Regions from separate parts of the Sus scrofa genome. Here all the other regions are linked to region 1. The links are chromatin contacts, called in public Hi-C maps. All regions are on one chromosome and are shown on one strand. Each heading gives the region's core, a stretch centred on a gene start, on an enhancer-like site or on the middle of the called end of the contact. The rest is flanking DNA. Distances are from core to core; before and after follow the strand shown. Region 1 holds the start of GHR (growth hormone receptor). Region 2 has its middle 41 kb from the start of GHR. Region 3 has its middle 61 kb from the start of GHR.

Region 1 (2,951 bases), core at 356-2,855:
TTCTTATGCTCTGCTCCCCCCAAAACAAAGCAGACCAAAAACTTTCCAAAAGCAAAATAAATGCAAACATAAGGCCAGCTAATGGTGTTGTTTCCTCTACAAAGTTAAAGGTTTACTGAAATGTCAAAGCAGTGGAAACAGATGCTCTCTGCAGGCTCTCTAGGTTGAAAATGTAATTTGAGCTTTAGTCTTTTAGCCACGGATATATTTTTAATTTTCCTTAAATTTTTCCCTTACCATACTTTGCATTTCACAAGTTTTTAAAATTCCTCAAGCCTTACCCAGTGGAGTGAAAGTCACCTTAATGAAGAAAGTAGAGATTAAACCACCATGACTTTGGAACAGCAGAGGATCTCAGCTGTAATTCTTTGGCTCAGAACCAGGGTCTAAAACCAGCCATGGGAAAAGCTGCTGACACAGAGCCTGCAATTCCCTCCATGTTTGACTTGCATAATGTTGACATTATAACACCAGAGACACCCAAAAATATTTCAAACAATTATGACTTCTTTTCTATAAATATTTTTAAATTGTCTTAAGAGATAAAATAACATATTTTACCCTTGTTTTCTTAGTTATTCTGGTCGCCCTCAGCAGCTCACTACTATGGATTTATTTTTGGCTTGAAGGTCAGGGAGGACATTTTAAGGCACTATTTCGGCTGTTAAACTGTGTTTTCCAGCACAAGTTGCCCAGTGAGTAGGGGAGTTGGCTACTATTAAAGTGACAATTGACTGTGGAGTCAGAATCGGAGAAATAGATGATTTCTTTGTTGAAGCTCAGGCAAGAAAAAACAAAAAGACTCCAAGCACTCAAGATGATATTTTAAAAAGTTTCCCACCCCTTTATGAGCACAATTTTCTTTCTGGACAGAAAAAATCCTTTTCACTCCCTTCATTACTCTCTTGTTCCAGTTATAACTGTTATGAGACTTACGTTTGATACAGTGACTTTTTTTGATTGGAAGAGGACATAAAAAAAGAAGGAGAATTATAGAGATGGACAAGGAAGTGCTTGACTTCTGAGGGTATTATTCAACTATTTCAGGAGTTTCTTCCTTCAAACTTGGCCAAATAGTAAGCACCCAGAGAGTGAGAGGTGAAATTTACAACTTTCACTCTCAGAGACCTATCCCGAGAGTGGCCTTAATTCTGAGCTCTGGAAACAGGCTATGATAGCCTCAGTCACAGATGAGCTGAGTAGGTTAATAACCCTTCAGTGCAATTTCAATCTCTCTCCCAGAGCCTGAGGACCAAGAGACCTGGCTTGCCTTGCATAGAAATGCCCTCTGCGTGATTTGCAGCATTTATTTTTGATGGGGAAACATCAGATGCCAAAGCTGACTACTGTTTTCCTCCTACAACACTCCCGGAAACATCCTCCTGGTTTATGATTTTAAAAGCTACAACAGGTTTTCTGTTTGTTGCCACTTAAAACTTATACCTTTTACTGACCTCATCCAAAGAACTTAGATTTAACAAAGTTCAGTGTGGTTTCAAAAACACTGAAGGTGGGAATGGAAAAGCAGAACTCACCTTCACTCCCAGAAAAAGCATCACTTGAGCCTGCCACTGCCAAGGTCAACAGAAGCTGCCAGAGATCCATACCTGTAGGACCTGCAATCATACAAAAGGAAAAAGATGAATCTAAGCAATTAAAAGCAGACTACTTTCACTAAGAATTGTTTAAAGACACACTAAGTTATGAATGAGCTGACATGCACATCATCTGCAGAAGGAATCCGTAAGTCTTTCACAGTCCAGAGTCTCATGTGGTCATACTTTTCAAGAGAGCAAACAGCAGGTTGTAATAAATGCTACTTCCGGTGGGTGCTTGTCTCAGGAAATAACATGGACACTAAAGATTTTCACATCCTGGCCGACAGACATAGAACCACCTCACAACAAGTGACACCTCCCCCAGCCCCACCCCAAGCACACACACAGCTTCCGTAACCAGGCCGTGCCAGTGTGGTTCTCTTTAATTTGATCTGAAATTTGTCAGCCATATCACCAAGCAAGGGGCCTTGAGCTGGACAGGCCATAAAGGGGAAAACAAGACAACCAACTTCTGAAATAGTAAAATTGCTCCAGTGTGTTACCTAGTGAACAAAAGAGCTCAATTAACACTCAAAACATCGTGTTGGAGTTCCCGTCGTTGCGCAGTGGTCGGCGAATCCGACTAGGAACCATGAGGTTGCGGGTTCGGTCCCTGCCCTTGCTCAGTGGGTTGGGGATCCGGCGTTGCCGTGAGCTGTGGTGTAGGTTGCAGACGCGGCTCAGATCCTGAGTTGCTGTGGCTCTGGCGTAGGCTGGTGGCTACAGCTCCGATTAGACCCCTAGCCTGGGAACCTCCATGTGCCGCGGGAGCGGCCCAAGAAAAGACAAAAAGACAAAAAGACAAAAAAAAAAAAAAAAAAAAAAAGAAAAACATCGTGCTAATAAGCCATCTAAGGAGGTTTAAATAGAAGGCAGCTGAAAGGAAGTGAGAAACAAAAAAAACCAAAGCAGTGGCGCTTCCTAGGTGGCCTCCCCTAGGACACCCGGTTCCTTGTGGATTTTAATTTCTGGAGGAATGAGGTCTCTGAAAGGCCCAGGAGAGTGAATACCTCAGACTCTAAGGAGAGTCAGTGTGCGGCCCTGCTGGCCATTTGGAGTCCCAAGTGTGGCCACGCCTTTGCAGCCTTCAATTTGATGAATGGGAGAGCAGAACAACATGCCTCAGCCAGTACACACCTTTACCTAGAGGAAATAAGCTTCTTTGGAATAAATAAACCAGGTGTCCACCTCCTGGATCTCTAAAAAGACAAGTTTGGGCTGGTTTAAGATGAACTCAGCAGACTGCTCTTTGGAGACATGTTGCTGCATTGGCAACTAATGCCTACCACCTTAAGGTATGGCTGCAGAATTTCCAGATTATGGTATTTATAAGTTACTTGGGAGGATCTAACC
Region 2 (3,233 bases), core at 420-2,919, 41 kb after region 1:
TGGCATATAACAGATGCTCAGTAAATGATAAATTCCTTGGGGTTGGCTTTGGCTTTATTAGTTTATTAATTATTCCAATTATAGGTATAGTAATGGTGCCCAAATAATACAATTGTTTTGCTTTGTGGATAAGGAAGAAATTCTTAAGGACTTCTGTGCTATCTACTAAAGGACAGATTCCCAGCAATGCTTGGCATAAAGTAGACAATGATGCTTGTTGAATGCATGCATGTATGCCTGGACAAATCTCTGAAAAAATTCTAACAACAGTTGTACCCAGAGTCACTGAACTCATTCAGCAAAGGGTTTCTACCCCATGTTCAGCACTAAACTAAATGCCACAGAGACGGTGAGTAAGACAGATGTTGACTCTGCCATAAGTGGGACTATGGGTCTATCAGGGAAGCACAAGTGATGTCATTGCACACGTATGTGGTTAGTACCACGAGGAAATGCATCATCTAGTTTGATGATCAGAGAAGGCTTCTTTGAAAGTCACCTGAAAAACACGGTCAACTTTATTCAAAACGCATACAAGGGGATCAGTACCGGTACATAAAGCTTAGGAACCATGCAGATATGGACCAAGTGGTCAAGACAGAGGACAGCCAATTGTAGCTGCAGTTGTGTCTTGGTAACTTAACTGAGGATGGGTTATGAGGGAATGTGGAGACTTCTTCTTTGGCCATCTTTAAAACAGCATTAGAGCTTTGTGTGTGTGTCCCGATTGTATGCGGTCTTGTTTAAAGACAAAGGATACACTCAGCAACCTAAAATTGTCATCAGCAGGCATTCTTTACAGTCCCATGATTCTTTCACTAAAGACTTTAAAGGTAGCAGCTCTGCTATTTTTCTGACATATACCAGGCAAAACTGAAATTTACTTTATGAGCTGAAAAAACAATGCATTGCCTTTATTCTCCCATCACTCAGGAAAAACAGCTAAGTGAAATTTTGGTCAAACTTTCCAAAAAGCTTTGGGCTAAGGACAAGCATGGAAAAAGCCAAGCCCAAAGGAGAAATTTCCAGAATTTTAGAAGCAAGTGAAAACAGGGGGTTATAACAGTTCAATACTTGCTGCCAGGAACAAAGTATATACGATATTATTTATTGCTGAAAGCCTTTCAGAGAGGCAGCATCTGGTTTCAGTGAGGTCTTGCTTTCATCCCATCTAGCAGCTGGACCGAACACTACAGCACAGGAGATCAACCAATTTGCCAAGGTGACACAGCGAGTTAGGGATGCTCTCCAGATTAGACCACAAGAGCCTCTGGCTCCTCGAATGCCAAGAATAAGTCACATGACCAACAGAGAGTTTAGCACTTTTTATGACTCCAAGTGAATTCTTCAGTTTTAATTTTCTATTTGTGTTTATATTTTCAGAGTCCCAAGGAATCATTCTTTCTCACTTTTCTCCAGTGGGGAGATCAGATATCATCTTGGTTCCCTGTGAATGCCAAGAATCCCTGCCTGCCTCAACTAGGCTGAGCGTGTTAATGGCAACAAGAGTGGGAAACTATTGGGCAGAGTTCTGTTCATATTGGGACGAGGAAGATGGCGATGCAAAGCCTTGCCGCCTCTGAGAAGCTGGCCACTCTGCTTTGGTCATTCCAAACGTGCCTGAGGCAGGGGAAACGCTGATGAGGATGAGCTTACTCTGCCAGGACAAAGTGTCATGGACTTTTATTGCTCTTTGAGCCTTTTCTTCACCAGTGTTATTTCTCATAGAGCCCTGGCTGCAGCAAACACACCCCTTCACTCCTTTTGCGTATGTCTTCCATACCGATGGGGCAAAGGAGACTCTGTTTCCTAAGCACATGTTTTCCCTGATATTTGAGTGGCAAAGGGAACAAACAACACCACCCACACCCACAAAATGTGTTTAGTGAGAAATTTTAGCATTCACAGGATAGCCAAATTATCCACCAGTCACTCTCTCACCCTCTGTATATGTGTGTGTAAACGCATGGCAGTGCTGTGATAATGCTATTAACAAAAATAATCATCAATATATTAATATAATAATGCTATTAATACTATTTATTATTAGTATAATGACATCCAGAAACCAATTTTAGGGAAAGAAAGGGAAGGGCGAGGACCACATAAGCCAATATGAGAAGACCAGAAAACAGAGTACGGAGCCAGTTAGTGGTGTGAATAGGCTTAGCATAGTCTAAAGTGGTCAAAAGAATATTAGGAAGGGAGTGAGACCTCCTTTGGTCCCTAGCCTCAGCAATGGCAAGATGGCACAGCATCAAGAGAAATTATGCAAGCGTTTGGAGTATGCGGTCACGCCCAGAAGACATGCCATTTTAATAATACAAAACATATGTCCACTCAGAATGGCAGTGACCTAACTTCACTGTAAGTTGGAATGAACAATGCCTCTAAGAAACATATGACAATCTCAATACAATAGGATTTGGGAAATGAACTTAAAACCTGCCGCAGATGTCAAATGCAATAGAAATGCATAACATTTCACTTTGTTTCCTTTACATCACAATTTTTTTCCTTTTAATTGGAACAGACAAAATAAGCACTGACCTAAAGAAGTGATGACATATTCCCTTTGGACTTACTATTATTCCAAGGGAAAGTCATGCTAATTTAGATACTGTACTCATTCATTCAGCTTTTTTTTGTTTCATTCAATTTTACTGAGTGCCTACTATGAGCTGGGTACTGACATAGGCCCAAAGATGTAGTCATAAACCACACAGACACATCCCTGTCCCTCTGGAGATTTTTTTCTAATTAGAGTATATTTGATTTACAGTGTTGTGTCAAATTCTGCTGTACAGCATAGGGACCCAGTCATACACACACACACACAATACACATTCTTTTTCTCATACATTCTTCCATTTACCTTCTATCCAAAGAGATTGGACATAACTCCCTGTGCTGCCCGTAAGATCCCCTGGAGATTGTAATTCAGTAGTCTGATCTTATTTCAAAGTTCAGTTATTGTTTTAATAAAAGCTCAGTTCAGGTTTTTAAAAGGAAATCTCCATCTGAGGAAAACTCTGAAGTCATCACTGTCTTTCCAAAACTTATTTTCTCAACCTCCCAATTAGTCCTTCTATATTAAACTCCCCATTATTGGTGTCTTAGAGGAGAGAGCTAGGACATGACAAAGGGATGGGCTTTTTTTTTTTTTTTTTTTTTTTTGCTTTGAGAAGATACATTTTTAAACAATAAACCTCTAATGAGTTGACCAGCAGGTT
Region 3 (3,158 bases), core at 99-2,598, 61 kb after region 1:
AGCCCAACCAAGCTAGGCAAGTAAAACTTGAATTCCTAGGGCAATCCTTGTTTTTGCAAGTCTCCCCAACATTCTTCATACTCATTCAGGACTTAAATGAGTATTTAGGGGAAGCTCAGGTATTAATGGAGTGAAAGAAAAATTAAGGTAGATGTAGGTTTCACTAACTTGTTTCTTGGATGCCCTTTTCTGAGAATGTTTTTAAGTATGTTGATAGGTTGCCACTTATATTTAACTCTTTATATGAGGACTGGACCTACTAGAGCAATACTGCTGGGTTTGGTCTCATTTCAAACCAAATCCTTGAAGCCAACTGCAGATTCATTAGGGTCAGTGCTGACTTAACCCCCTCCCCCCAGTACAGTTTCAGTGATGAGTCAGTATCTGATGTAGAGCTTGATGTATGTTGGCGGCAAACAACGAGGACAGTTTTTACACAATGGAGTCTTGGCTCTGCGGCCTACCTCGTAGAGAATGCACCAGTTTAGGAGATGAATGCAGTAACCGAGCATTTCCCACTTCAAATCTCAACATCTTCAAACTCTTTTCAGTATCAATTATTCCAAAATGATCCCAAATACTTTTTCCTTTTGCAACAGATAACACTGCAGTTAATTTAATCTCTTTATGCTTTTAAGATATCATTATGGATGGCAGTTGTTAACCCGTGTAGCCACTTGATGCAATGAGACAGAAACAGTGGTTGAAGCAAAGTATTTACTTTACCAAGGTTCTTGTGGCTTCAGTAGGTAAGTAAGTGAAGCTTGTGATTTTTGAGCTCCCTGCCTTCACAAAGTCACCAGACACAGAGCATAAGTAGAAAGAAATCATGAAGGGCTGACATGCACGCTCACCCATTTCAGAGGCTGTGAACTTGCCAACACAACTTGACCTGCAGAGATAAGCCAATAAGTGGCTTATTTTTACATGATTTTTTGATATGAACATTTATCAAGTGCTGACTATCAGCCACACCCTGAGTGGCTAAATACTTTTCATGCATTATTTAATTCCACCTTCTTAACAGCCTTGTGAGAGAAGTATTTATCCCCATTCTACAGACATAGGAGGCTGAGGCAGAGAAATACTGAATCATTTCTCTGTATGACAGAACCCAGATTTGAAGCCAGACAGTCTGCCCCAGAGCTTTGTTTCAACCACAACCCTAGAGGCTGCAAAATGATTAGCCTGTGGGCTAGGCATGGCCCACAGAAATGTTTTGCTTGGCTCACATAACATATATAACTTTGGGGTCACTGTCTAAAGTTGGGCAGCTTGTGCCTGGCACAAGGGCTCAGCCACGGGGCCAGTGAAATCCAGCCCCCACTTGACTTGCACAGTCATGGGCGCTGGCAGGAAGGAAAGGGTGCCATTTCCTAATCTGGACAAAAAGGAGCCAGATGACAGCCCAGATGCCACTAGCTCAACACTAACAAAGCATTCCTCACATGAAATTCCAAATCTATGGCTTCTCCTAGAAGGGAAGGGGGAAAAAAAGGATGAAAGCGGGAGGGAGGGAGAAAAAAAGGAACAAGGTAGGAGGAGAGGGACACAGGAAGGGAGTTAGAAGTAGTATTTCCTCCGTGGGACACATGCTTGCCTGTGAGCAACTGACTCCCTTCAGACATTCATGTTACCTGCCAAGATGCCATAGCCTTTCCATGTTTGTGACCTCTGTATTATGTTACACTCCTGGCATTTTGTTTCAGAAGCCCCTCTTGAAAAAGGGTCCGCTCACAGCTCTTCAGCTAAGTTTTAACCCTCTTTGCTGAGTGACAAAAGCAAGTCCAGCTCCTCAGCTGAAGGACTCCCTCAGGTGACCAAGTAGGGTGGATTCTGTTTTCCTTTGTAGGCTGAAATTCTTGTTTTTTTAGGACACACTGTTCTCTTGAGGCTCTACGCCTGGCAGCCAAAAAAAAAAAAAAACCTCAAAAACCACCTTCCAACTTTATGTGTAGGTAGCCAGGGTGGGGCAAGGACTCAGGCATCTGACAGCCAGTTCCTTATCAAGGCGAAAACCGCCACATTGAGTGTTTGCATTTTGGGGGGCATTGCTAATTCTTCTACTTACACCTCAGCAGGCCTTACCCAGGCCTGGAGCTTGGGGACAATCAAAAAAGAGCCACAAGAATGGTGACTGGAAGATAAAAGTTACTGCTGACTAAACAGCAGTCACCTGGCGGGTGTCAGACACTTCACTCCCCACCTAGCATTTCAGTCTGTGCCACATCAGTTTCTGCCGAGCTGATGGGATGCAGGGCTTCTGAATAGCCCCCGCATGCCCTTACCAAAGGCCTGCTGGATGGTCCACTGAGACACCTGGCATCAATAAGCAGCCATGAGACCTGGTGTCACCACCCCTCCCCACGTTTGTCTGAGGATGACCAGCAGTCATCATTCCTTATTGGCATGTGCCTTGTTTTACCATGGATGCCTGAAAGAAATCATTATATCCCTTGGCTCTCTCTCATACCAGGAGACTGGGGAGGAGAGTAACCTTTATTCTATCAAATTCACTTGAAACAAGGGAGATCAAGACTGTAAGAGTTTAGGCCAGAGATTTTCAACCTTTCCGTGCATCAGAATGACCTCTTTAAAAATAAACTGTCAACTGCCTATTGAATAACCATTCCCCCCCACTTCTGTACCTAGAGTTCACTTTTTTTTGGGGGGGGTGTCAAAGTACCCTGCTTAAAATAAACCAAAAAAAAAAACAACCCATTTTCCAGGTTCCTTTGAAGAAAGGGATGGCCCTATGATGCTGACCTATGGGATATAAGTTGTAGTCACCAAGTAGAACATCTAGGAAGATAACCTTGGCTGGATCGTCCATTTACCTTTTGTCCTGTACCCTTCACCTTCTTGTTGCCTGGATCTCCAGCAGCCAGGTTGTGAGCACAAGGAAGAGGACTACGCAGTAAGGATTATGGATTGGAAAACTAAAAGAAGCTCAGACACTTGCTAATAGAGACAATAATGCTTACAGCATGGGATGTTTGCAGTTTACTTAATTTCTCTGAGTCTGTTTCCTGAAAGTTTATATTACTTCCCTGCAGTGTCTTTATGGGGACTTAAATGAGATAACATATATGAAATTGCCTCATAGTGACCAATACAAATTGGTTAATCCAGTCAAAAAATAAATCACTCCTTTCTCC

The links. Hi-C and Micro-C count contacts between places; a contact is called where the count stands out from the background.
Region 2: a contact with region 1 is called in a Hi-C map of skeletal muscle, with 4 times the contacts expected there. The contact joins the enhancer-like site here to the promoter of GHR in region 1. A contact is called at or near these places in 1 of 5 promoter capture datasets (liver), 11 of 47 Hi-C or Micro-C datasets (adipocytes, embryonic fibroblasts, liver and 2 more) and 1 of 2 datasets of contacts at active chromatin or transcription factors (skeletal muscle).
Region 3: a Hi-C map of skeletal muscle shows a contact between it and region 1, with 2.9 times the contacts expected there. The contact joins the enhancer-like site here to the promoter of GHR in region 1. A contact is called at or near these places in 1 of 5 promoter capture datasets (liver), 7 of 47 Hi-C or Micro-C datasets (liver, psoas muscle and skeletal muscle) and 1 of 2 datasets of contacts at active chromatin or transcription factors (skeletal muscle).

The regions. Positions count from the first base shown.
Region 1 is chr16:27,257,715-27,260,665 of Sscrofa11.1, reverse strand. It overlaps GHR (growth hormone receptor), which reads right to left and starts at 1,605. Exons shown (of 9, transcript NM_214254.2): 1 at 1,536-1,605. The coding sequence starts at 1,605.
Region 2 is chr16:27,216,812-27,220,044 of Sscrofa11.1, reverse strand. It overlaps a transcript of GHR not described here. Among named protein-coding and RNA genes, the nearest start is that of GHR, 41 kb to the left of the region's middle. Within about 2 kb of position 1,669, at least 5 of the 83 cell types and tissues checked have an H3K27ac peak or open chromatin away from gene starts, as enhancers often do. A contact at or near this core is called in skeletal muscle, where this site is marked.
Region 3 is chr16:27,196,536-27,199,693 of Sscrofa11.1, reverse strand. It overlaps a transcript of GHR not described here. Among named protein-coding and RNA genes, the nearest start is that of GHR, 61 kb to the left of the region's middle. Within about 2 kb of position 1,348, at least 5 of the 83 cell types and tissues checked have an H3K27ac peak or open chromatin away from gene starts, as enhancers often do. A contact at or near this core is called in skeletal muscle, where this site is marked.